Regions from separate parts of the Mus musculus genome. Here regions 2, 3, 4, 5, 6 and 7 are each linked to region 1. A link is a contact called in public HiChIP or PLAC-seq and promoter capture Hi-C data. All regions are on one chromosome and are shown on one strand. The core of a region is the stretch at or near the end of the contact, and the rest is flanking DNA. Distances in the headings are between cores, read along the strand shown. Region 1 holds the start of Grik4 (glutamate receptor, ionotropic, kainate 4). Region 2 overlaps Grik4 (glutamate receptor, ionotropic, kainate 4). Region 3 overlaps Gm16322 (a long non-coding RNA gene). Region 4 overlaps Grik4 (glutamate receptor, ionotropic, kainate 4). Region 5 overlaps Grik4 (glutamate receptor, ionotropic, kainate 4). Region 6 holds the start of Trim29 (tripartite motif-containing 29). Region 7 holds the start of Tbcel (tubulin folding cofactor E-like).

The links. Promoter capture Hi-C pulls out the DNA fragments that hold promoters and counts their contacts. HiChIP or PLAC-seq counts read pairs in DNA pulled down with a chosen protein or histone mark.
Region 2: a promoter capture Hi-C map of hippocampal neurons shows a contact between it and region 1, with 2.3 times the contacts expected there. The contact joins the enhancer-like site here to the promoter of Grik4 in region 1. A contact is called at or near these places in 14 of 39 promoter capture datasets (the 3T3-L1 cell line, 3T3-L1-derived adipocytes, the C10 cell line and 8 more), 2 of 15 datasets of contacts at CTCF or cohesin (both in embryonic stem cells), 3 of 484 Hi-C or Micro-C datasets (cerebellum, cortical neurons and hippocampal excitatory neurons), 20 of 115 datasets of contacts at active chromatin or transcription factors (VIP interneurons, astrocytes, craniofacial prominence and 11 more) and 3 of 9 other capture datasets (adipose tissue, embryonic stem cells and pancreatic islet).
Region 3: an H3K4me3 HiChIP or PLAC-seq map of forebrain shows a contact between it and region 1, with 6 times the contacts expected there. The contact joins the enhancer-like site here to the promoter of Grik4 in region 1. A contact is called at or near these places in 8 of 39 promoter capture datasets (cranial neural crest, embryonic stem cells, epiblast stem cells and 3 more), 1 of 15 datasets of contacts at CTCF or cohesin (stem cell-derived epiblast-like cells), 2 of 484 Hi-C or Micro-C datasets (embryonic stem cells and stem cell-derived neural stem cells), 15 of 115 datasets of contacts at active chromatin or transcription factors (astrocytes, craniofacial prominence, differentiating embryonic stem cells and 10 more) and 3 of 9 other capture datasets (adipose tissue, embryonic stem cells and liver).
Region 4: a contact with region 1 is called in an H3K4me3 HiChIP or PLAC-seq map of forebrain, with 7 times the contacts expected there. The contact joins the enhancer-like site here to the promoter of Grik4 in region 1. A contact is called at or near these places in 20 of 39 promoter capture datasets (the 3T3-L1 cell line, 3T3-L1-derived adipocytes, the C10 cell line and 12 more), 2 of 15 datasets of contacts at CTCF or cohesin (the NIH/3T3 cell line and embryonic stem cells), 3 of 484 Hi-C or Micro-C datasets (the HPC-7 cell line, muscle stem cells and nephron progenitors), 15 of 115 datasets of contacts at active chromatin or transcription factors (VIP interneurons, craniofacial prominence, embryonic basal ganglia and 8 more) and 1 of 9 other capture datasets (liver).
Region 5: an H3K4me3 HiChIP or PLAC-seq map of embryonic basal ganglia shows a contact between it and region 1, with 4 times the contacts expected there. The contact joins the enhancer-like site here to the promoter of Grik4 in region 1. A contact is called at or near these places in 12 of 39 promoter capture datasets (3T3-L1-derived adipocytes, the C10 cell line, cranial neural crest and 6 more), 1 of 15 datasets of contacts at CTCF or cohesin (embryonic stem cells), 3 of 484 Hi-C or Micro-C datasets (cranial neural crest, embryonic stem cells and nephron progenitors), 18 of 115 datasets of contacts at active chromatin or transcription factors (VIP interneurons, bone marrow-derived macrophages, craniofacial prominence and 12 more) and 2 of 9 other capture datasets (adipose tissue and embryonic stem cells).
Region 6: a promoter capture Hi-C map of embryonic stem cells shows a contact between it and region 1, with 3 times the contacts expected there. The contact joins the promoter of Trim29 here to the promoter of Grik4 in region 1. A contact is called at or near these places in 6 of 39 promoter capture datasets (embryonic stem cells, hematopoietic stem and progenitor cells, hippocampal neurons and 2 more), 1 of 484 Hi-C or Micro-C datasets (the G1E-ER4 cell line) and 1 of 115 datasets of contacts at active chromatin or transcription factors (embryonic stem cells).
Region 7: a promoter capture Hi-C map of hippocampal neurons shows a contact between it and region 1, with 10 times the contacts expected there. The contact joins the promoter of Tbcel here to the promoter of Grik4 in region 1. A contact is called at or near these places in 24 of 39 promoter capture datasets (the 3T3-L1 cell line, 3T3-L1-derived adipocytes, the C10 cell line and 12 more), 2 of 15 datasets of contacts at CTCF or cohesin (the NIH/3T3 cell line and stem cell-derived epiblast-like cells), 9 of 484 Hi-C or Micro-C datasets (embryonic stem cells, palatal mesenchyme, stem cell-derived neural stem cells and 2 more), 24 of 115 datasets of contacts at active chromatin or transcription factors (VIP interneurons, astrocytes, bone marrow-derived macrophages and 15 more) and 3 of 9 other capture datasets (adipose tissue, embryonic stem cells and liver).

What each region holds. Positions count from the first base shown.
Region 1 is chr9:42,943,114-42,945,905 of GRCm38.p6, reverse strand. It overlaps Grik4 (glutamate receptor, ionotropic, kainate 4), which reads left to right and starts at 1,535. Exons shown (of 21, transcript NM_175481.5): 1 at 1,535-1,579.
Region 2 is chr9:42,646,349-42,649,302 of GRCm38.p6, reverse strand. All of the region lies in intron 8 of Grik4 (glutamate receptor, ionotropic, kainate 4), which reads left to right. Among named protein-coding and RNA genes, the nearest start is that of Gm36590, 26 kb to the left of the region's middle. Within about 2 kb of position 1,477, at least 7 of the 459 cell types and tissues checked have an H3K27ac peak or open chromatin away from gene starts, as enhancers often do. A contact at or near this core is called in hippocampal neurons, where this site is marked.
Region 3 is chr9:42,490,722-42,493,421 of GRCm38.p6, reverse strand. The region is part of intron 4 of Gm16322 (a long non-coding RNA gene); the gene reads right to left. Among named protein-coding and RNA genes, the nearest start is that of Tbcel, 20 kb to the right of the region's middle. Within about 2 kb of position 1,436, at least 19 of the 459 cell types and tissues checked have an H3K27ac peak or open chromatin away from gene starts, as enhancers often do. A contact at or near this core is called in embryonic basal ganglia, forebrain and hippocampal neurons, where this site is marked.
Region 4 is chr9:42,519,237-42,521,978 of GRCm38.p6, reverse strand. It overlaps Grik4 (glutamate receptor, ionotropic, kainate 4), which reads left to right. Exons shown (of 21, transcript NM_175481.5): 21 at 794-1,567. The coding sequence ends at 1,150. Among named protein-coding and RNA genes, the nearest start is that of Tbcel, 48 kb to the right of the region's middle. Within about 2 kb of position 1,313, at least 77 of the 459 cell types and tissues checked have an H3K27ac peak or open chromatin away from gene starts, as enhancers often do. A contact at or near this core is called in VIP interneurons, craniofacial prominence, forebrain and 3 more, where this site is marked.
Region 5 is chr9:42,596,219-42,599,171 of GRCm38.p6, reverse strand. It overlaps Grik4 (glutamate receptor, ionotropic, kainate 4), which reads left to right. Exons shown (of 21, transcript NM_175481.5): 12 at 1,211-1,318. Among named protein-coding and RNA genes, the nearest start is that of Gm36590, 76 kb to the left of the region's middle. Within about 2 kb of position 1,446, at least 8 of the 459 cell types and tissues checked have an H3K27ac peak or open chromatin away from gene starts, as enhancers often do. A contact at or near this core is called in VIP interneurons and embryonic basal ganglia, where this site is marked.
Region 6 is chr9:43,309,412-43,312,247 of GRCm38.p6, reverse strand. Trim29 (tripartite motif-containing 29) reads right to left here and starts at 1,485. Exons shown (of 9, transcript NM_023655.2): 1 at 569-1,485. The coding sequence starts at 1,372.
Region 7 is chr9:42,470,580-42,473,503 of GRCm38.p6, reverse strand. Tbcel (tubulin folding cofactor E-like) reads left to right here and starts at 1,266. Exons shown (of 8, transcript NM_173038.5): 1 at 1,266-1,438. The region is part of intron 1 of Gm16322 (a long non-coding RNA gene); the gene reads right to left.

The DNA.
Region 1 (2,792 bases), core at 286-2,785:
GATAAATGTTAAAAAAAAAAAAAACTGGACTGAAGAAATGGAATCCTATCCAATATGGAAACCTTTGACCTGTGCTGAGGCAGGTTGGATTCAACTTAACCTCATGGATTGGTTTTATTAGGTCAGTAGAAAGTCAGGTAGCTTGTGTTCCTGACATCCGTCTGACAGTTGATTGAGGAAAGACCGAAGGGACTGGAGCTATCCAGAGTGGCCGGTCCTGTGCCAACAGAGCACTCATAAAGTCCAGTCTGGGAGAGGAGGTGGGAGAGAGAACAGGCTCTTACAACCACAATCGCCACCCCCCCCAGCCCCCCAAGCAGGTAACTCAGCTCTGCTGCCCTCCCGGCATGATATAGGGAGTGTCAACAAATATCCTGTAGTCCGTGTATATTGTCCTCCCAGGCCCTAGAACCAACCAAGAATGCCTAGAACAGCCCCTTCGTGGAGACTTTAGGGTAAGCAGGTGGTTAGGTGTGAAGGAAGAGTGGGAGACGATTGGGAGGCTGGCTTAGATGCTTTCCGGGTTTGTCTACGGCTAAGACTCTGGGTTTGAAATGAGGAACTAATCGGTTTGAGGAAGTCACTTGACCCCCTGAGGCCTCCTGCTCCTCTGCCCTCTCCTTTTCTAGCCCCCCACCCACCCACCCCAAGGCTGCTATGATGTGGCCAAATGATCCCTCAAACCAAGTAGCTTGGTTCTCTCTTGGTCCAGCCCCCAGCTCCTGGTGAAGGCTAGGTCTTTCACCTTTCCTAGGCCGAGGTTTCCTTATGTGTAGCATAAAGTGACAACTTCTCCCAGGAGGTCTGTGTGCACAAACCAGTAGACTTCCAAACGTGAGCTGTGGTTCTTCGGCCTCCTGAAACATTGTGGTCTATCTGGCCTTGCTAAAGCAAAGCTTCACCCAGCTCCGCGCCACCACCGAGGAGGCCGCAGTCTCTACGCCTCGTCCCCTAGGTCTGGCCCCTAAAACGCCACCAGGAGTCGCCCTTCGCCCACCGAAGCAGGCCAAGCTAATAACTCCTGCGGACCAGGGCGGGCTGCCCCTTGGCGCTGGATGGTGAAGTGTACCCCAGCTCCTCACTTGGGGGTCAGTCCTCTGCAGCGCCCACCCGGAGCCCCCCCATCCCCGGCCCGCCGTCTCCCGATCGTCCGGATCAGGGAAGCTGCAAGTTTGGCTCTGTCTGTTCCGGCCTCCCCGCCTCGCCGCTCGGCTACCTAGGTCCGGGTCCCCAGCTAAAGACCCCGCCGGCGAGCGGAGACTCCGGCGGCCGCGGCCCGGAAGGGACGCCCCCTCCCCGGCCGGCCGCGTGCGGGACCGCCGCAGTTCCCTCACTGCCCGCCGGGCGGCGCCTCAGCGCCTTTCCGCGCGCCTCCCGCGCTGCCCGCTCCCGGCTCGCTCGCAGCCGGACACAGACTCTGCCTTCGGCTGCTGGCGGATCGAGCTGGAGCCGCCGCCGCCGCCGCTGCGGAAGAAAAAAAAAAAAAGAAAAAAAAAAAAAAAAGGGAAAACAACAGCCGGGCCGCCGGCCGAGCAACGTCGGGTCCCCAGCTTGGCGCCCGGAGTGCGGAGCCGCCCAGGTAAGGGCAGCAGCCCCCGCGCCGCCCCCGACCGGCGCCCTACGCTGTCTCCCCGCGCCCCCCGGGGCTGCGCCGCACCCCGACTTCTGACGTCTCCGCCGCTAGCTCCCTCCGGGCCGCGGCCCGCACCCTGCCTGGCCCCGCTCCCGCCTCCAGCTGCCCAGTCCCCTGCACTCTGATGCCTGCGACCCCGGATTCTCCGCTGAGCCCCCGCCACCTTGCCCCGTACTTCCCCTAGTCTCCATCCCTGCCTGCTTCCCCCTGCGCCTCCTCTCCTCCGCTCCGATCCTCCTTCTGTGATCCTCCCTCTTCCCAGTCCAACTCCCAGCCCAGCCTCTGCCCCCTGCAGGGATGACGGCCCCTTCCCGACACTGGCGATTCTACCCCGCCTCGTCACCCTCGGCTTCTCCTACGGGCCGCTCTTGCCCGCCACAGTCTTCCATCAGACCAGCCCGGCTTCTGAGCCCCCTTCTCCCTTCCCTCTTTGCCATCTGTCTTGACCACCCCTGCTCGGGCCCTGGACTCCGGCCACCACCACACCCCCAACCCTGCACGCCGTCTTGCTTTGGGCCAAGCCAGCGTCCTATCAGAAATGACCCTCCTTCTTGCGACTAATGGGCCTCTTAGCCATCCCACCCTAGTTCACCCGAGTGGGAAGTAAGGGAAAAACTCTGGAGACCTGCATTGGGCGCTGGAGGGGGAAGGGGATCAGTGGAGGGGGAGGGGAGCTAAGGAGATGTTCTTTAGTGAGGACCGGGCAGAGCCGGAGTGGTTCCGACCCAGCTTGGGGTGGAAGGCGCCCTGGTGACGGCTGGGACAGGGGGTTTGTCCAAGGCGCCAAGAGCACCTGTGCCTCCCTCCCTGGGCTCCCTGGAGCTGAGGAAAGTGAGGGAGGAGGTGGAGCCTGGGGAGAGTTGGCCCAGGGCTTTGGGGTTGGGGGAGGCGCGACCAAAGGGATAGACAAGGCACGCGGGCCAGGTTGCCTGGCTGTAGCCAGGCTATGCAGGCTGAGCTGGTCCCCTCTTGGACCTTGGGCTGTGTGGTTCTTGGCATCTGTACTTGATGCTGCCATCTTCCTCTTGGTGCTGTTGTCTGGTGATGCCACGCGGTGCCACCTCCCTGCCTCCCTCCAGTGGCTCTTCTGGGCATGTCTCCCAGGGGCCTGGGCTGTCTGGAAAGAGGAGGGGAACTCTGGCTGGGCCTGGCCACTGTG
Region 2 (2,954 bases), core at 228-2,727, 300 kb after region 1:
TAGTGTGTCTTTCAGTGGGATTAGCCTATTCGAATTGCTGGCCACCATCATCACCCTCCATGTCTACGTTTTCCATCTTCTCAAACAGAAACTCTACTCTTATAACCCTGATCCCCTCCTCCTCCCAGACACGCCCTGGCCACAAAGCACACTTCTACACCGTCAACTGAAAATGACTGCCTGCTTCATGGAAATGAAGTCATACAATATTTATCCTTTTGTGTCTGGCTTGTTTTATGTAGATTATGTCTTTAAGTCTCATCCTTCTTCAAGCTGAATAATATAGCATCGTGCATGTGCATCACATCCTGCATTAACACATAGTGAGTGCTCACGGTGTTTGGTATTGTGGCTAATAGTCCCATGAACATGAGTGTCCCTCCCACTTTCTGCTTTCACTCTTCCTGGGTATGCACCTAACGAGGGAACTCACTAGACAGTCATCACCTTTTAATGTATTGGGACATCACCAAACTGTTCTCTAGAGTGACTTCACCATGCTTCATTCCCAATAGCAATGCACAGGAGGTAGAGTTTTGCTACAATCTTGCCAATATTTCTTAATTTTTATCTTTTAGTGAGAGCCACTCCAGTGGGTGTGAAATGCTCAGATAAATTTCTTCTCTCTCGTTAGAGTTTGCAGATTGGGAGAGTCAAGACCGCAGGGCTGTAGTGTAGGGCCCTTCTAATGAAGAAGCTTTGCAATAAGAGGAAGCAGCTGGTGTTTGAGAGTCAAGCCCCGATGGATGTTCAGGACAGGTGAGAAGCCCTGCTTCTGAGGTGTTCAGGGACTTGTGTGGACCTGGGGCTCTTCGGACTTTGGTTTTCCCATTAGTGAGGTGTGTATAGGGGTAACGCCTATCCCTAAAGGTTCTTAGAAGGGATTTGAAAATATCTACTGGTGGCATTGTAGCTGCTAAGCAGAGCTAACTACTACAGCCATTCAACTCACAAATCCCACAGCTTCACTATGCAGAGGCAAACACGCAGTCTCTTACTGTGGCAAGGGATGGGTTGTAGGGCCCTTTGTGAATAATAATGATAATAGAGATGCAGATGTTCAAGTCCCTCCTTTATGATGTGGCATTCTCTCCCACATACTTTAAATGGTCTCTATATGAATACCTACTGTAATGTAAATGCTAGCAGCTATTATTTGGAACCATTTAGGGAACAGTGAGAAGGAAAGTGTCTGCGCTTGCTCAGCCCAGACCTTATGTCCCCTGACTATTTTCAATCATCTGTTGGATGAATCGATGATTCAGAACCCACAGATATAGAAGGCAGATCTTACATTTCTTACCGGAAGTTCGACAAGGATAGCTGGGATAGAAATAGCCTCAAATAAGGTCATTTAGGGTCCCAGGCATTTTCTAGCTTATAAATATGTCTCATGAAGGTCAGGGGTAGGGGAAAACATGGAGGTTCACACACAGAGTAATTTATGAGTCAAGCCTTGAAGTCCTACAGATCACTTCTTACAATTCCATTGGCTAGATCTCATTACATGGCTGCACCTCCCTGCAAAGATGTCTGGGAAATGTAGTTTAGTGCCTAGGCAGAAGGGGAAATAGGTTTGGCCGTCAGCAAGGAATCTCTGCCACATTATTGAATTACTAATTGCTACTGTACTTCTCTTTTGTGTATGCTGCAAGATCAGTTGACGCCAGGACCCTGTCTTGTCTGTTTAGATGAGAACTGATCCTAAGAGTGGGTATTAGCACCTGTTGGCTCCCCAGTAACCACAATTGCTGTGGGGCTTTGAGTGTGCCTGCTTAGATAGGGTGCACACGAAATATATTTCATTCGGTTGCTGAGTGGAATGGAATGGAGTCTCTCTGCCCTTCAGCTTGCTTGACGGCGGTTGGAGGAATCTTTATTTCACAAGATACATGCAGGTTGGATACAGGACATGAAGAATTAAGGCTCTGGGCAAAGCCGTCTCTGTTATTGCGGCTTGAGAAGAAGAGGTGAAGAGGAAGCGGGGTTTGAGCTAATAAATCTGGAGGGGTTCTCCAGCTGCTAATGAACCCAGCAAGAGCTGCAATCACTTCCTAATAGGAAAGATAAGATCACCCTAATCTACTGTCAGAGGGCTCAGGCAGTCGATGTGCCATAGGAGGGAGCTGCCACCTTGGTGGGGAGAATTGTAGAGATTTAGGGGTAAAGTCGAAAGTCTCACAGGATGCCAATGAAAAGCTGGAAATGTGAGCACCAGGAGCCTGGGCATCCTCTAGCCTCACAGGCAGCCTGGATCTATGTCATCACCACCGTTCCTGTAATGCTGCCGCTGTGGGGGTGTGTTTAAAAGCAGCAGCTCCCCAGACTTGTTCCCTGGGGGAATCTGGAGAGAGGCTAAGGAGAATAGTTATGGCAGCAGGAGGAGTCGAGAAAAACCAGACTGGCAGTGAAGCCCCCGGGACGCCAACGACTAATCCCGGCACGGATGCTGGGTGACAGCAATGGCTGTACTTGCTGTTTATTGAATGACTTCTCTGGGCATGGCCCTGTAAACACTGCACCGTGGTTATTTTCTCATGTAAGCCTCACATCAACTCCAGCAGAAACAGCTATTTTGTTCCCATTTACAAGAGCAGAGGCTGATAATGCCTTGGTCTCTTGCTTGTAGTGGAGCCAGATCATAAAGCCAGGCAGTTAGCTCTTAACCGCCCCGCTTAGTCATTCCGTCGTCTACGCCAGCCATTCCTTCTTGCTGAGCTTAGTTCGCTGTCTGTTTATTATGGCTTTGCACGAGGAGGTCTCCGAGGGTCTTTCTAAGCCTTGGACTTGTTTCTCTATACATTGGTTGGGAGCAATCCAACTCACAATGTCCTGGGGATAGAACTGTTTTCTGGAAAGCGGGAAGAACGACACACTGAATGGAGGCCCCATGTGGCCCACAGAAGCAGTGCCTGTTTAGGTCTTTTCTGTCACAATTATAGCCAGGTCCCAGC
Region 3 (2,700 bases), core at 187-2,686, 450 kb after region 1:
CTTAAACGTTTTCCTTTAGGAATGTGGTTTCTAGTGTGTGTTACATATACAATAAATGACAAAAAAATTATAATAGTGTCCATCTTAGGATGAAACACACCTCTAATCTTTGCATGTGGAGGCAGAGGCAGGCAGATCTCTGTGAGTTTGGGGCTAACCTGGTCTATAAAGTGAGTTCTAGGATAGCCAGGATAACAATGAGACAAAAGGAGAGGAAGGAGAAGAAAGAAGAGGAGGAAAAAGAGGAGAAGGAAGATGAGGAGGAGGAGGAGGAGGAGGAGGAGGAGGAGGAGGAGGAGGAGGAGGAAGAGGGAAGACAGAGGAGGAAACAACAAAGCTGTAATACAGGAATATCTGACTACTGTTTCATTTGTTTTCTGTTGCTGTGGTAACAACTGACTTGGCTACACATTCTGATCACAGTTCATCACTTAAAAGAGTCAGAGCAAGAATGCAAGCAGGAGCAGAGGCAGGCACTTCTTCCGTACACACTCAGCCTACTTTCTTATACAAGCCAGGACCATCTGGCCAGGGCGAGCCTGTCCACAGGACACTGAGTCCCTCCACATTCCCCACAGTGTGTTAACAGGCCATCTGATGGAGGCAGTGCCTTGGTTGAAGTTCCCTCTTTCCAAGCAATTTTAGTTTGTGTCTAGTTAACAAAAACTAACCCGCACAGGTCCATAACAAAGGATCAATTTAATTTTGTCTAGTAGGTGTGGGTGTCTTCATGGAAATGTTGACATATAAATTCAAGTAAAAGGTTCTACTTTAATGCTCAATAGACATGAGAATAGAAAGGACTTAAAATAATAGCTAATATTTATGGAGAGTTTACTATGTGCCAGGCACTAAGTACTTTAAACACTTTAGTCATTTAATTTATGAATAGATCCTACCGTTTTTTTCCTTGAAGTGAAGACAAACCCAGGATCTCATTAGAAACTACTCTCTGTGCCAGGTAGTGGTGGCACAAGCCTTTGATCCCAGCACATGCGAAGCAGAGGCAGGTACATCTTTGAGGTTGAGGATAGCCTGGTCTACAGAGTGAGTTCCAGGACAGCCAGAGATGTACAGTGAAACACTGTCTTTAAAAACAAAAACAGAAGCAAACAAACAAAAGACTACCCTCTACTACCAAGCCGTGCCTCCAGCCTAGGAATAGATCAGATTTATATCTCTCTCTTCTCGTAAGGATTGGAGAGGTTGGCTACTCTGCTACTGGGTGGCCTCGATGGTATTAAACCCTGGGTCTTCTGATGCTGATGTCCAGGGAAAAGAGATAGCATCATCAGAGAATCGGGGAATGTGAGGATAGAGAGATAGACGTGTAAGAAGAGCAAACTGTAGTGGGTGGTGTGGAGCACACAGAACAGAGGCGCATGGCAGGGACAAGCATAGGAAGAACAATACAGGGTGAGCCAGGGAACAGACGGCGCCAATCTGAGCCTTCAACTATGAGTGGGCTCAGTTTTCGGTTGCTGTGCAACAAACCACTTCAGACTTGGGTTGCCTGAAACAGCCATTTAATTACGCTTGTAGCCTGGGTGGTTAGAGATTCAGAGAACTGCGTGGATGGTTTGTCTCTGCTCCATACAATTTGTGGCTTCGGCTGGGAGCACTCAAAGACTTGGGGATGACAAAGTTCTGAAGGTTGAAAATATATAAGGGGTCTTTTACATGTAGGCCAGGTTGTTAACATAGTAATGTTTACCAGTAACTTAGTATTTTGGCCATGAACTTAGCCTGGGATGTTGGTCCCAGCTGCCATAACATCACATGACTTCTCTCTGAGGCACCCTGGGCTTCTATTCAGCATGGCGACTAAGTTCTAAACACAGGTGCCTCAAGAGAAAAATGCTGCTGTGCTTGGCATTTTACCACACTGACTGAGGCCGTCAGTCACACGCTATCCAGTAGAAAGCACACAGACTTCTCCACCAGTCATGGGAGAAAGTACCAAGCAATTCATGGATGCATAGTAAAAGCCACCTCCAGGTCAGTGAATGAGCATCCCAGATGCAGGGAGGGAGTGAACTGCGTCATTAGCTCAGGGAGGATCTTCAATGTCATGGAAAGCTGATCTGCCATCACGGAGGTGACGTCCATTCTCTCTACTCTGCATGTGAATGTGCAGACTAGTACTCTTTGCTCCCACGAGACCCCATCTGGCCTCTCTTTGCCTCATTTTTTTTCTCCCTTTAGTTTGCCTTTCTCCCAATAGTTTGCCTTATTTACTTCATTTATAACCATGAAGAGAGCCAAGTTTAAGGGAGCCAGATGGGAGTGCGTGGAAAATGAAAAATACCTATAAAATCCCTACAAGTAAGTAGTGAAATAACACATAACTGGGCCGTTTTATATCAGAGAGGATTGTCTTCTTAGCTCTCAGTGGTTGTCTGGACCCTTTAAGTGAACAGCGTATACAATATCTTTAATTGTTCTCGATGTTATTTTTAAATTGGTACCATCTTTTAAAGTGACATATTCACAGAGTTCAGTGAAACCTCCTGAGGTAGATGAACAGCTAAACGTGCCAAGACAGATGGCTAGCTGTGTGCAATATTTCATCTTAATGGCATGGCAGGCTTACCTATGACGCACTCCTGGCTTGGAAGCAATGTTTACGGTGATGCAATTTTTCTGAGCTAAATGTTTGCTGTGAATGCAGGGTGGCTGGCTAGCCGAACAGCTGAATTC
Region 4 (2,742 bases), core at 64-2,563, 420 kb after region 1:
AATACAGTGCTTGTGCATTGTGATGCCTTTTCTAAAATCTGGAATATTCTGCATTTTGAGACGCAGCTGGAGCCAAGCCTTTCCTATTAGGGGACCGTGGACCTTCAGATGTGCAAGCGTTTATTCCAGTGGTTTCCGGGGTACATCACCGCCAGCTGTTGGCAACTCCATTGAGGACAGTTATAAGGAAGTCAAGGCTTGTGATGGCTTTTGGCCATAGTAGAACTGTCATGTTGGTGGAGATGAAAGAGAGAATAGGGAAGAAAAGGAGGCTGCTTCCTCTCACTGTATTTCCAGAATGTTCCTTTCCAGCTCAAACAACTCAATCAGGCATGGTGGGTAAAAGGCACAAGCATCTTTGGACTAAAGACAAACTGTTCATGACAATGTTTTCAAATACCAGGCAGACTGATGTTTAAGAGAGTGTTTGTTCTAAGTAAGTTTCAAGATCCAAATTTCCCTGAGGTCATCGGATGAACTTCTCAGTGGTAGAAGAAGCTAAGCAGAGTGGGAGGACGTAGTGTTGGTGGGAATGTGTCAAAATGGCATCCTGTCTTTCCCAAGATGCTGATATTGCTCTTTGAAGGTGACCAGAGATTGGGCATCATCTGGCAGAGCTGTTACATGAAGGCTGTTGGGGGGCTTTTGAGCCTTAAGCAGGAGAGGGGAGAAGTCATTTAATCTCCTCACCGGAGATGAGAGAGAGCCTCCCATCACTCCATGCCTATAGACACAAGGAGACTCAGGAGGCTGGTTCTGAGTGGCTATCTGTGACCTCCGCTGTCTCCCCCAGGTGTCTGTGTGTCAGGAGATGGTGACAGAACTGCGCAACATCATCCTGTGCCAGGACAATATCCATCCCAGGCGGCGGCGCTCTGGAGGCCTGCCACCCCAGCCCCCGGTCCTGGAGGAGCGCCGACCCAGAGGCACAGCGACGCTCAGCAATGGCAAGCTATGTGGCGCCGGGGAGCCAGACCAGCTGGCGCAGAGACTGGCACAGGAGGCCGCCCTAGTAGCTCGAGGCTGCACGCACATCCGCGTGTGCCCAGAGTGCCGCCGCTTCCAGGGCCTGCGGGCGCGACCGTCGCCAGCGCGCAGCGAGGAGAGCCTGGAGTGGGACAAGACCACCAACAGCAGCGAGCCCGAGTAGTGGCAGCAGCGAAGGACCATGGAGCCAGGCGGGGAGGCGGGAGGGCTAACATTACAAGTTCCTTCTCTCCGGATTCAAGATTCAATGACTTTACAAAGCGATCTGAGCCTGCTGCCCCAGCAGGAGGCGGATCTCCCTGCCCTGTGGCAGAGCGGCCTATCCGAGATGAGACACTGCACCCACGTGGCAGAGACGCTGTCCCTCGTGGGCACAAGGACCCATCTCCTCCCAGAGAGCCTTTCCCTCACACTCAAATAAGTGGATTCTGGGTTGTGGGGCCCTGCCGAGAGAGCAGTCCAAGAATTGATGGTGTCATCAGTTGAATTCCCCCTAGGAAGGGGCCATTGTACCCTGGGTCTAGTTCTTACAGGAAAAAAAAATTAAACTCAACAGGGAAGTTTTCTTTTCTGAATTTGTATATTTTTGTTGATGTCCTTTTCTTTCCTCTCATGGTTTTTTTTTTTTTCTTTTTTCTTTTTCTTTCCTGTCTCTTCTGGGTTCTGTTCTAAGGCTCCCTTGTCTTGTGCTTGGGGATGGAAGTCTGACCTCTCTCTCTCTCTCTCTCTCTCTCTCTCTCTCTCTCTCTCTCTCTCTCTCCCCCTTAGGTTTTGGAGTTGCAGGTGCACTGGGTTTCAGGTGCTGACTCCCCCCCCCTCCTCCCCCCCCCCCCCCAGTGACTGGTGTTTGGTAGTCTCCCTCTGCATAGAGAGAGGGTGAAAGTCCATCAAACAAACTTTTTAAATGCAACATACAAGCAAACAAACAGGAATGTAACCTTCCTGGAGATACTTTGAAATTCCCGGGGCTCTAAGGATTAATCTGGTTTTTCTTTTTCTTTACCCTTTTCATCTCTGAAAACAGAAGGAAGAAAGAATCTTTAAAGCATGCAGAGTATTGTATAAGGAGAAGGAGATGTGTATGCGTGTGTGATTTCCCCACACCTTGGTGGTCCTGACTTCCATTGCAAGGCACTACTCAGAGAAGTGAGAGACAGGGCGCCCAACGGGTATGATAGACTCTTCAACTGGATCTGCTTTTAGCTGAAGTTGGTAGTAAGTTGCCTCTGAAGCCCTACCCACAAGGCTCTTATGTATTGGGTCACTTTTTGGTACTAGACATGAAACCTGGATGCAACTGTGTGTGTGTGTGTGTATGCGTGTGTGCATGTGTGCACACGCTCGCGTGCCTGCGTGTGTGTGTGTGCATGCATGTGTGTGTGTGTGTGCATGTGTGTGTGTGTGTGTATGCTCCTATACATGTGAGAACCTAAGCATATATGCATGTGTTTATGAAACAGACCGCAAATAGCCAACAACCTAGTTCCTGGAAGAGAGTGGAGGGTTTTAGCCCACCAGCGGCCGAAGAACTAGGAACCGGAACCATGAGTTCAGATCTCCGTGTGGTCAGTAGTTTTCCTTGTGTGACTCAGAGTGAATTGTTTGACCTCTCTGCTGCAGCCTGGGAGTCAGCAATACTTTCCTAGGGTATCTCGGACCGGACCGATCTGCCCTGCCAGTAGGAGGCTTGCAAGGTCTGATGGGAATACCCTCTCAATGGGAGGGCCAAGGCTCCCAAGGAGCCACTTGGCCTTG
Region 5 (2,953 bases), core at 197-2,696, 350 kb after region 1:
ATCTGCAATAGAGCTCTCTCCCCAGCCCTCTGTGTAAATGTTCCTTTAACCACAATAAGATAAAAATAAGACAAATAGAGGACAATTTAAAAACACAGTAAATAAATGGATGGAAAAATAACATTTATGGAGTGCCAGGTTAAATCCATCCTCATGATGCCCACCAGAAGCTTCTGTTATTATTCTCATTTGGCACAGAAGGAAGCATGCCTAGGAGCGCAGAAATATCACTGAGGTTACACAGTGGGTTTTATGTTCCTCGCTGGAATGGGAACTATGGCATCAAACCGGTCCATACATGATATCTGGGTTCTGAGAAGGGAGGCGAACATTTCCATTTTTATTTCTAGCTGGAAGAGCCAAAGCTCTGGGGGAACCTCACAGGGAGGCAGAGGATGAAGGAGACTAGGACTTGACACTGCCTTCTTCTGACTCATTCACTCAGCCATATGCTTAAATGTACAATAATCATTTAGCTTCCTGCTCCTGTAGCAACATAATTTCATGTAGGCTTTCCGGTACCAAGAATTGAACCTGGGGCATCATCACTGAGCTGCATTCCCAACCCGGGCAAGCAAAAAGGTCCACTACATACCAGTTTCTGTTCATCTTATATCTATCCTCTCGATCACGCTTTTGTTTATTTGTTAAGATAGAGTCTCACCATGTAGCCCAGGCTATCCTTGAACTTACCAGGTAGCCCAGGTTAACGGAAAGCAATCCTTCTGCCTTGACCTTGCAAGTGCAGACATGAGCCACCAATATTTTTACCTCAAGCAATTTTTAAATGTACAAGGATACATGCTGCCATTCTTATTCTTACCTAGATAATTGGGTTTATCCAGGGTAGACCAAAGGAGGCTTGAAAAAGAACACATTTCCCTGTCCCTCTGCCCCACTCCCTTCTGCTATCAGAACTTCTCTACAACCATGCTATACTCCTAATTTCTCTATTTCTCTCATCTCTTCCAAGTCTTTGATCTTTTCTGTCTTCACTTGGACATCCCCTTTCCCTCAAGACACTCAATCTTGTACGGTGTCCCCCAGTTCTGGTCTAGCCTATTGCTCCTCTATATCTCTCCCCATCCTTCCCTCTTGCCATCTACCCACAGTAGACCACTGTCCTCTGCTGCTCTCAAGTCCAGCAACCTGCAGCCGGAGCCGTCCCTTCCTCAAGCCTTCCCATCCTCTCCCCCCTTGGTCTCCTCAGATTGGCCAGTGGCATGTGGCAGAGGGCCTCAGCATGGACAGCCGCCTCTACGCCTCCAACATCTCTGACAGTCTCTTCAACACCACCCTGGTCGTCACCACCATCCTGGTAAGCGGGGTTTCTCGGGCCTCCAGCTGCAGCTCCCGAGGGTGCCTCCTCCCCAAGCTCTTGCTTGTGGGCTTCCCAGGGAACAGAAGATGGGAATGCTAATCACAGCGCAGAGGCCAATTTATGACAGTGTAATTGCACTCCAGTTGCTGTTTCGTATGGAAATGATATCTGATGAGCTGCTGAGCAGCTGGGGCAGAGGGAGAGAGACCACGGTGTGTGAATGCCTCTCCCCAGGGATCTGGGTGGCTAGGAGAGCTGCTTAGAATCCCTAGAAATGGGACCTTTCTACATAGGTGAGACCAGCTGGATCCAGTACTCTGAGATGATTCCGTCTTCACCAGCAGCCCACTTTGCTTGGTAGCTGCTATATCCAAAACCATCCCCCCACCCACCCTTAAGTTGACACCTAGATGTCTGTGGACCTCCATGGCCTTTCCTTTACTTCCAGACAGTGACAAGAGAGTTCTCAATGAACCCATAAGTTGACCGACCATCTGCCTTTCCACTTGATTCATTTCTATTCAGTAATTACCAAGTCTACCTCCCAACTCTGTCCCCTGTTGTGTGCCTGGCACTCTGCTTACTCATAAATACCAGAGATGAGTATGTATTGGCCTGTATCTTCAAAGAGGTTATCATTGAGCAGATGGGCTAAGTCAACTATTCACAGCCAAGGTCTTACCATCACCACTGGCCCTGAAGACTTCATGTTTCAAAAGATCTGTCAATTAAGCCAACTACATGTTAAGCAATAATTGCTTTGTTCTTCCCCACTCTGATATTAACTAATCAAGAGGGTATTTCCCCACCCCACACAGCATCTCACCAGGGAAAGATAACTAACAACATCACATTGATATTCTTTCAGCCCCGAGCAAGGCAATGCATAGGCCATCTGCACAATCTAACCCCTACTAGGTAATATGTGTAAGGCCTTCAAATATGTCTATTTCTCTTGGCTTTTTTTTTTTTTTTGGAAAATAAAAGAAGCCTGTAGTCCCCCATTATGACTTTCAGGAACTCCTGAGGCCCAGGAAGGCTGGGCTGAGATGACTGATCTATCATAAACAGAGTGGACAAAAAAAAAAAAAAAAAAAAAACAGAAAGGGGTGGGAAGCCAGAGCCCCGAGATGTGGAGGAAAGAGCCCTGGGGGAAGGCAGCAAAGCCTGAGAAAGCATCATTTGTGATGAACTCCGAAAGACAGGAAGCAGTTGCAGAGGAAAAGGAGAGCAAAGGAGAGTGTGGTTAGGTGCTTAGATAATGCTGAGAAACACGGGCTTTCCTGAGAATGGTCATGGGTTGGGAAGGGGAACGCGTAATCCAGAATCAAGAGTCCTCAGCTCGTAGGATCCTGTCCAGTCCGCCATCCATCCTTCCCTTCATTGGGAGATAAGACACTGAATGTTTCCGTTTGTTCATCCAAGGGATATTTATTGGCACTTCTATATGCTTGGCACTCTTCAAGGTACTCAGGAAACATCAAGGAACCAAAGACAAAAATCCAAAATGTCAACAAATATTGAGTCACCCTTACTGGAAGGTTTGGGTATATTTTCATAGATATTGCTCGTTGAACATCCCTAATGAGAAATCCTAGACTCTGAAACACCTGGTAGCGTCCTGTTAGCTCC
Region 6 (2,836 bases), core at 236-2,735, 370 kb before region 1:
CACACAAACAAAGGGCACAGGGCCCAGCTGAGAGCAGAGGAGGGGATGGGGGTGGGTGGGGTGGGGTGGGGTGACTTCCAGATTAGGGCAGAGCCAGCAGCTGCAGGACTGCAAGTGCAAACCTGGAATCAGAAAAAAAGGGTACTCAGGAGCCCTCAAGTCCCCTCTTAGAGTCTTCCTGCCTTAGTATCACCTGTGAGGACAGGGGGAGGGGAGGGAGAGAGGGAGGGAGAGACAGAGAGAGACAGACAGACAGACAGAGGGAGAGACAGACAGAGGGACAGACAACAGATCAGCCAAGCAGAGAGTTCTGAATCCTTCCGTTCTACACTCCAGCCCGACTTAGGATTCATCTGGTGTGCTTTGCCTAGCGTCTAATCTTCTGTTGGCTCGAACGGGATGTCCCTCTTAAGATCGTTGGAAGTTAGAGTGACCTCTGACCCCCAGGGTGAAGATGAAGAGGAGGAAGAAATGTTTCCTAAAAGCAGAGCACCGTGAAGCCATAAGTCCCCAGTGAGGATCCAAGTGGGAGGGTTAAGGGAAGGCAGCGAGGGGCCTAGCAAGTCACCTCCTTCTCTGCCTTGGCCTCCTCCACCGTCACGGTGCTGTGGTTCTTGTGCTCCTGGAACATGCAGAGATAACAGATGCAGGTCTGGTCGGTCTGACAGAAGAGCTCCATAGTCTTGCCGTGCAAGGGACATTTTCGGGCCTCGAAGTCTCGGATGGGCTCGAGCAGCTGGTGGTCCCGGAAGGCAGCGCCCTCCAGGTGGGGCTTCAGATGCAGCTCACAGAAGGAAGCCTGGCACACCAGGCAGGACTTGACGGCCTTCTGCTTGTTGCCGATGCAGGAGTCGCACAGCACCTCCTCGGAGCCCGACTTTGCCCGCGCCAGGAGGCTGGAGTCAGCCCTGGGGTAGCTATTCCTGCGGACTTCCCCGGGCTCCACGATGGTCACCGTGGGTTTGCGGGGCTCGGAGAAAATGGACTTTCGCAGCTCCCCCTTCTCAGCAAAGGTCACAGGAGGTTTCTTGGAAGCCCCCAACTGGAGCCCCGCATAAGGGGACCTCCTGCCTTCCGCAGAGTCCATACTGAAGTAACTGGAGCCTTTGTCGTCGACAGACTCCACAAACTGGATGATAGGCCTGCGCCACTCATTGCTGGAAAATAGGCCACTCTTCCCCTCCCCTGACTTCAGGGCACTGCCCAGGGTCTTGCCCTCTGTCACCTCCCCACTGTGCCCGTTGGTTGTCTTGGTGTCCTTACTGTCTGCTTTAGTGCCATTCTCTAGGCTGCCGCTGGGACCCGGTGGGCTGCGGGTGTCCCTGGCTTCCGGGCTGGCCCCATTGCTCCTGCAGGCATCGGCACCTTCCATGGTAGGTCACTTGCTAGCCTGTGTCTGCTGGTTGGGGTCTCGTGGCAGGTGGCTTCAGCGGATGTCTCGGGGCACGAAGTGGGGCTGGCAGCCAGAGCCCAGGGACACACCTGTGGGGAGAAGGTGGGGCAGGAGGAGGAGCCATAGGAGGAGCAACCTGACAAAACGGGCCGAGAGAGACAGGCGGGGCAGAGTGGTTAATTACCTGGGCCACGCCTGCACATCCATCCCCAGCCCGGGATTTTAAAGAAGTGTTTTTTATGTCCCAGTTTTATTACTTCCCACCACTGACAACCTGTTAGGCTGCTTCATCAGATGCACTTCTGGCAGGAAGGCAGAGCCTCTGTCCACACAGGTGGGCAGGCTTTGAGGAGGTCATTGCCCCTGGGGGCAGAAGGTGAGGTGTCCGCAGAGGTTCACGGGACAGAAGGCTTCTTAATTGGGTCACACAAGCCAAATCGCCTTGTAATTTGCGGGTTGGACATCAAAAGCAAGTCTCCACCCTAGGACAGCATATTCTGAGGGAAGCTGTGGCCCAGGTCTTGTATGCACAACTGATTCTAACCAATTTGCGACTGATGTCTTGGGTATTTTACGTGTCTGAGCTTATTTAAGCCTCTCTACAATCCTCAGTCTGGCTCTCTCTCTCTCTCTCTCTCTCTCTCTCTCTCTCTCTCTCTCTCTGGTTCTCTCTCTCTCTCTCTGGTTCTCTCTCTCTCTCTCTGGCTCTCTCTCTCTCTCTCTCTCTCGCTCACTCTCTGGCTCTCTCTCTGCCTCTGTCTCTCTCTCTCTGTCTCTGTCTCTTTCTCTCTCTGTCCCCCTCGTGTGTGTGTGTGTGTGTGTGTGTGTGTGTGTGTGTGTGTGTGTGTGTGTACTCATGCCTCTGTATGTGTCTGTCTGTCCAACATCTTGCTCAATTGCACATTCCTTTTTTTGAGGCAGAAGATCTTCCTGAAGCTGGAGCTGGCCATTGGATCTGCTTGTCTCTTTCCTATCAGTGGTACTACAGACACAGGATACCACATCTAGTGTTTACATGGTGCTAGAGAGTGAATCAGGTCTTCATGCTTGCCCGGTGAACATTTCACCCACTGTGATATCTTGGAGGTCATTCCATAGGGCCCGGCCAAGAAGAGAAGGTGTGCAGGTTTTTCTGAGTCATACAAAAAAAACCTACTGTAGAGAAAGGAAAGAATCAATGTCTGGTCTCTGGGGAACACCCCCACCCCCAACCTGGCTGCCTTTGCCACCTGAGTCCCCAGCTGTGCCTTCTGACAGAGATAAAACTTAGGCACTAAGAGGACACTGACTTCAGCCCGTTACAGGCCTGGGATTATAGTCTGGGCCTTTTGAGGTTGTGAAGTTCCTTCTTCTATCCCTGGTTCTTAGAGCCACCTAAATATCTCACTAGAACATAGCTGCTGGAGGTTTTCCTATGCTCATGGCCCTAAGAAGGTGCACATG
Region 7 (2,924 bases), core at 17-2,516, 470 kb after region 1:
ATCTCTAGTCCCTCCTAAGGTGTCAGCAAAGTGCTTTTCTGGGCAGGAGGCAATCGCGTAAGAGTACTCTAAGCCACTGCCTGACCCATAGACCTCAGAACGTGTTTCTTAACCAGGTCCTTCTCAAGTCTCTCTCCAGCCTAAGTCCTGCCTATGGGACAAGACAGAAGAATCAATTGAAGTCCCCAGGGCCTGAGGTTGGTAAGAATTTTTGTTTTCCTCTTTCTGGGAGCCAGTATACACATGTGCATGTTTGTGGCAACCCCCACATCCTCCTGGACACACACAGATTGACACTGGGCATGGAACTCTCCTCAACTCCTAGACTTTCCATTCACATATCTGTGCATGGCTGGTTCCTCCTCGGGATCAGCCTGCACCATCTCTATTCCGTGGGCACAAAAGCAAACAACCTAACAGCCAAGTGTGAGGCTTCGGAGCCGGGGCTATGCGTGGCCTGGTGTGAAGCATATTTTCTTTGGAGCCAGCCTGACCTGGTTTCAAGTCTCAGCCATGTCATTTTGGCTAAGTAGGTGGTCATGAGCAGATCATTTGACTCCCCAAACTTCAATTTTCAATTCTACAAAATATGTCCTTTAGGAGGTTTGTGGGTTATGTTTTGTGTGTTTTTCTTTTCTTTTCTTTTCTTTTCTTTTCTTTTCCTTTCCTTTCCTTTCTTTTCTTTTCTCTTCTTTCTTCCTTCCTTTTTTCCTTTCTTTCTTTCTTTCTTTCTTTTTAATCTCATGTATTTATTGGCTATGGCTGTAAAGCACACACAATAGGTGAAAATTGTAAATTGTTAGTGTTTGGGAGCTTCAGGTGCCTCGGGACTAGAGGGGGCACAGAACGAAGGTCAAACTGTCCCCTACGCCTAGATGTATATGAAGTATAGAGATCGTACAGGACATTTTATAGATGAGGCCTGTGAAGTCAAAGACAGGTAGTGATCACAAGTAGGGTTACACTGAGTCAGGCCAAGATTGCAGGTGTGTTTGGACACGTTCGTCCAGGGCTCCTTTCTCCAAGGATGCTTCTCTTGTAGGTGATCGGTCTTTGGACCTGTGGTTGGTTGCTCCCCTGCTGCACTGGTAAGAAAAGCAAGCAGATGGGGTGTAATTCTGATCCACTCTAGGTGAATGCCACCATTCCCGGTTGCCATGGCAACCGCAGCTCGCTCTGAGAGGCTCGTCTCCTCTGGCCCCTCCCAATCACGCAGCGGACGTGACACGTGCGGCGGGGTCACGTGTTGTTGTTGGGGTCCCCGGAAAGCTGCTTCCGGGTCAATGCAGGACACTGGGCTCTGGCGGCCGGAGAAGGGGTCGAGGTGAAGTGGAGCCGGTCCGGGGCCGGCCTGGAGCAGGCCGGAAGCCGAGCGGCGACGCGGTGGCCGGGCGGGCGGAGGCGCAGCCCGAGGAGCCGCCGCCTCCCGGGCCGAGGGGTGAGTGTAGCCCGGCCGCTGCTCCTCCTCCGGGGCCGGAGGCCCGAGGCATGCTCCACCTGTGGGGGTAGGAGGCCAAGCCTGGGATCCTGGGAGGACGGCGCACTGATGGAGGGCAGAAGGCTGGACAGCGGCAGCAAGCCAGATGCTCCCAGCCTCCTTGAGGCCTGGGGTATGGAAGCGGCTCCCTGGGTGGGAAACTTAGCTTTGAATCACTGAATCAGGAAAATGATGAAAACAACTGGACGTGTCAAGTCCTCGGGGTGTATCCCCATCTGTAAGATTTGGTATCTTAGTGGGAAAGAGCAGCTGTCCCTGTAACTCCTGGATCACTAAGCCTGTCCCTTCCTGGACTGCTTAAAGCTTGTAGTTTGCTAGGAATTTGGGGAGCATGTTTTTGCACCAAGCCGTATTAAGATTGGGGGCTGCCAGGAGACTCCATCCTAGCTTCTTGGTAATGGTGCGAAATGATCTGTGATAAACTGAATAGAGTACAGGCTTCTGGAACTACTAGGAAGACAGTCTGGGATTTGGAGAAGGGAAGAGGATTCGTCCTCCTTAGGGACACAGGCAGCAATTGCAGAAGTTGTAGTTGAGGAAAAGTTGATTGGAGGAGTTGAACTGTTGACAGTCAGTGGAGGAAGGAGGAGCCCCACTCCAAGGTTGCTTAGCTACAGGAGTTTGTAGGCTCCGCCTTAGGGCTGTTAAGGAAACTGGCAGGACCTCAAGGCCAGCTAAAAGCTTGGCTGGGACTTGTCCTTCTCTCTGCTTTTGTATAGCCTTTGCCTGTGTATCAAGAAACTCTTGAATAGATTTCAGTGGTTCCATCTTGAGCGAAGAGTGCTTGAGCAAACTGTTTGGGGGGAAGATGGGGGAGGCCCTGGGGCCCAAAGCAGGCTTGGTTAGGCTTGCCCCTTTTGTATTCTGTCTCTGTAGCTCTTGATAGGATCTCATAGGCTCGTCTTGAGCAGAGAACTGGATTAAGGATGTTTAGTCAGCCTGGGTCCTTTGGCTTTAACCATAGCTCTAACTTAAGGAAAAAAGCAAAAACCTCACACTGATAAGGGCATTATGATTTAGTTTGTGCACCTATACACACACACACACACACACACACACGAATGAAAGGTTTTTACAAAGTAGTGGCTTTATGATACAGATTCTCTTGGCCTTGACCTCACTGGGTAGCCCAGGCTGGCCTGCTACTCTCTGTATTCTTTCTGTCCCAGCCTCTCCAGTGCTGAGCTTAAAGATGTGAGGCACCATGTCTGGCTTCACAGAGCCGCGCCTACCCTTGTTAGGTACCGTCTGCTTATTTCTGTTATGTTCTATTTTCTGTCATTAGAAAGAAAACATGCTGACTGAATTCCAGCAAATCGATTCGTAGGTCACAATTTGTGGTTGGGAAAATGGCATCTTTAGGCAATTTTTTTTTTTTTTTGGTTAGTCAGCGTATAATATGTTGTTAGCTTCTGGAGGGCAAGTG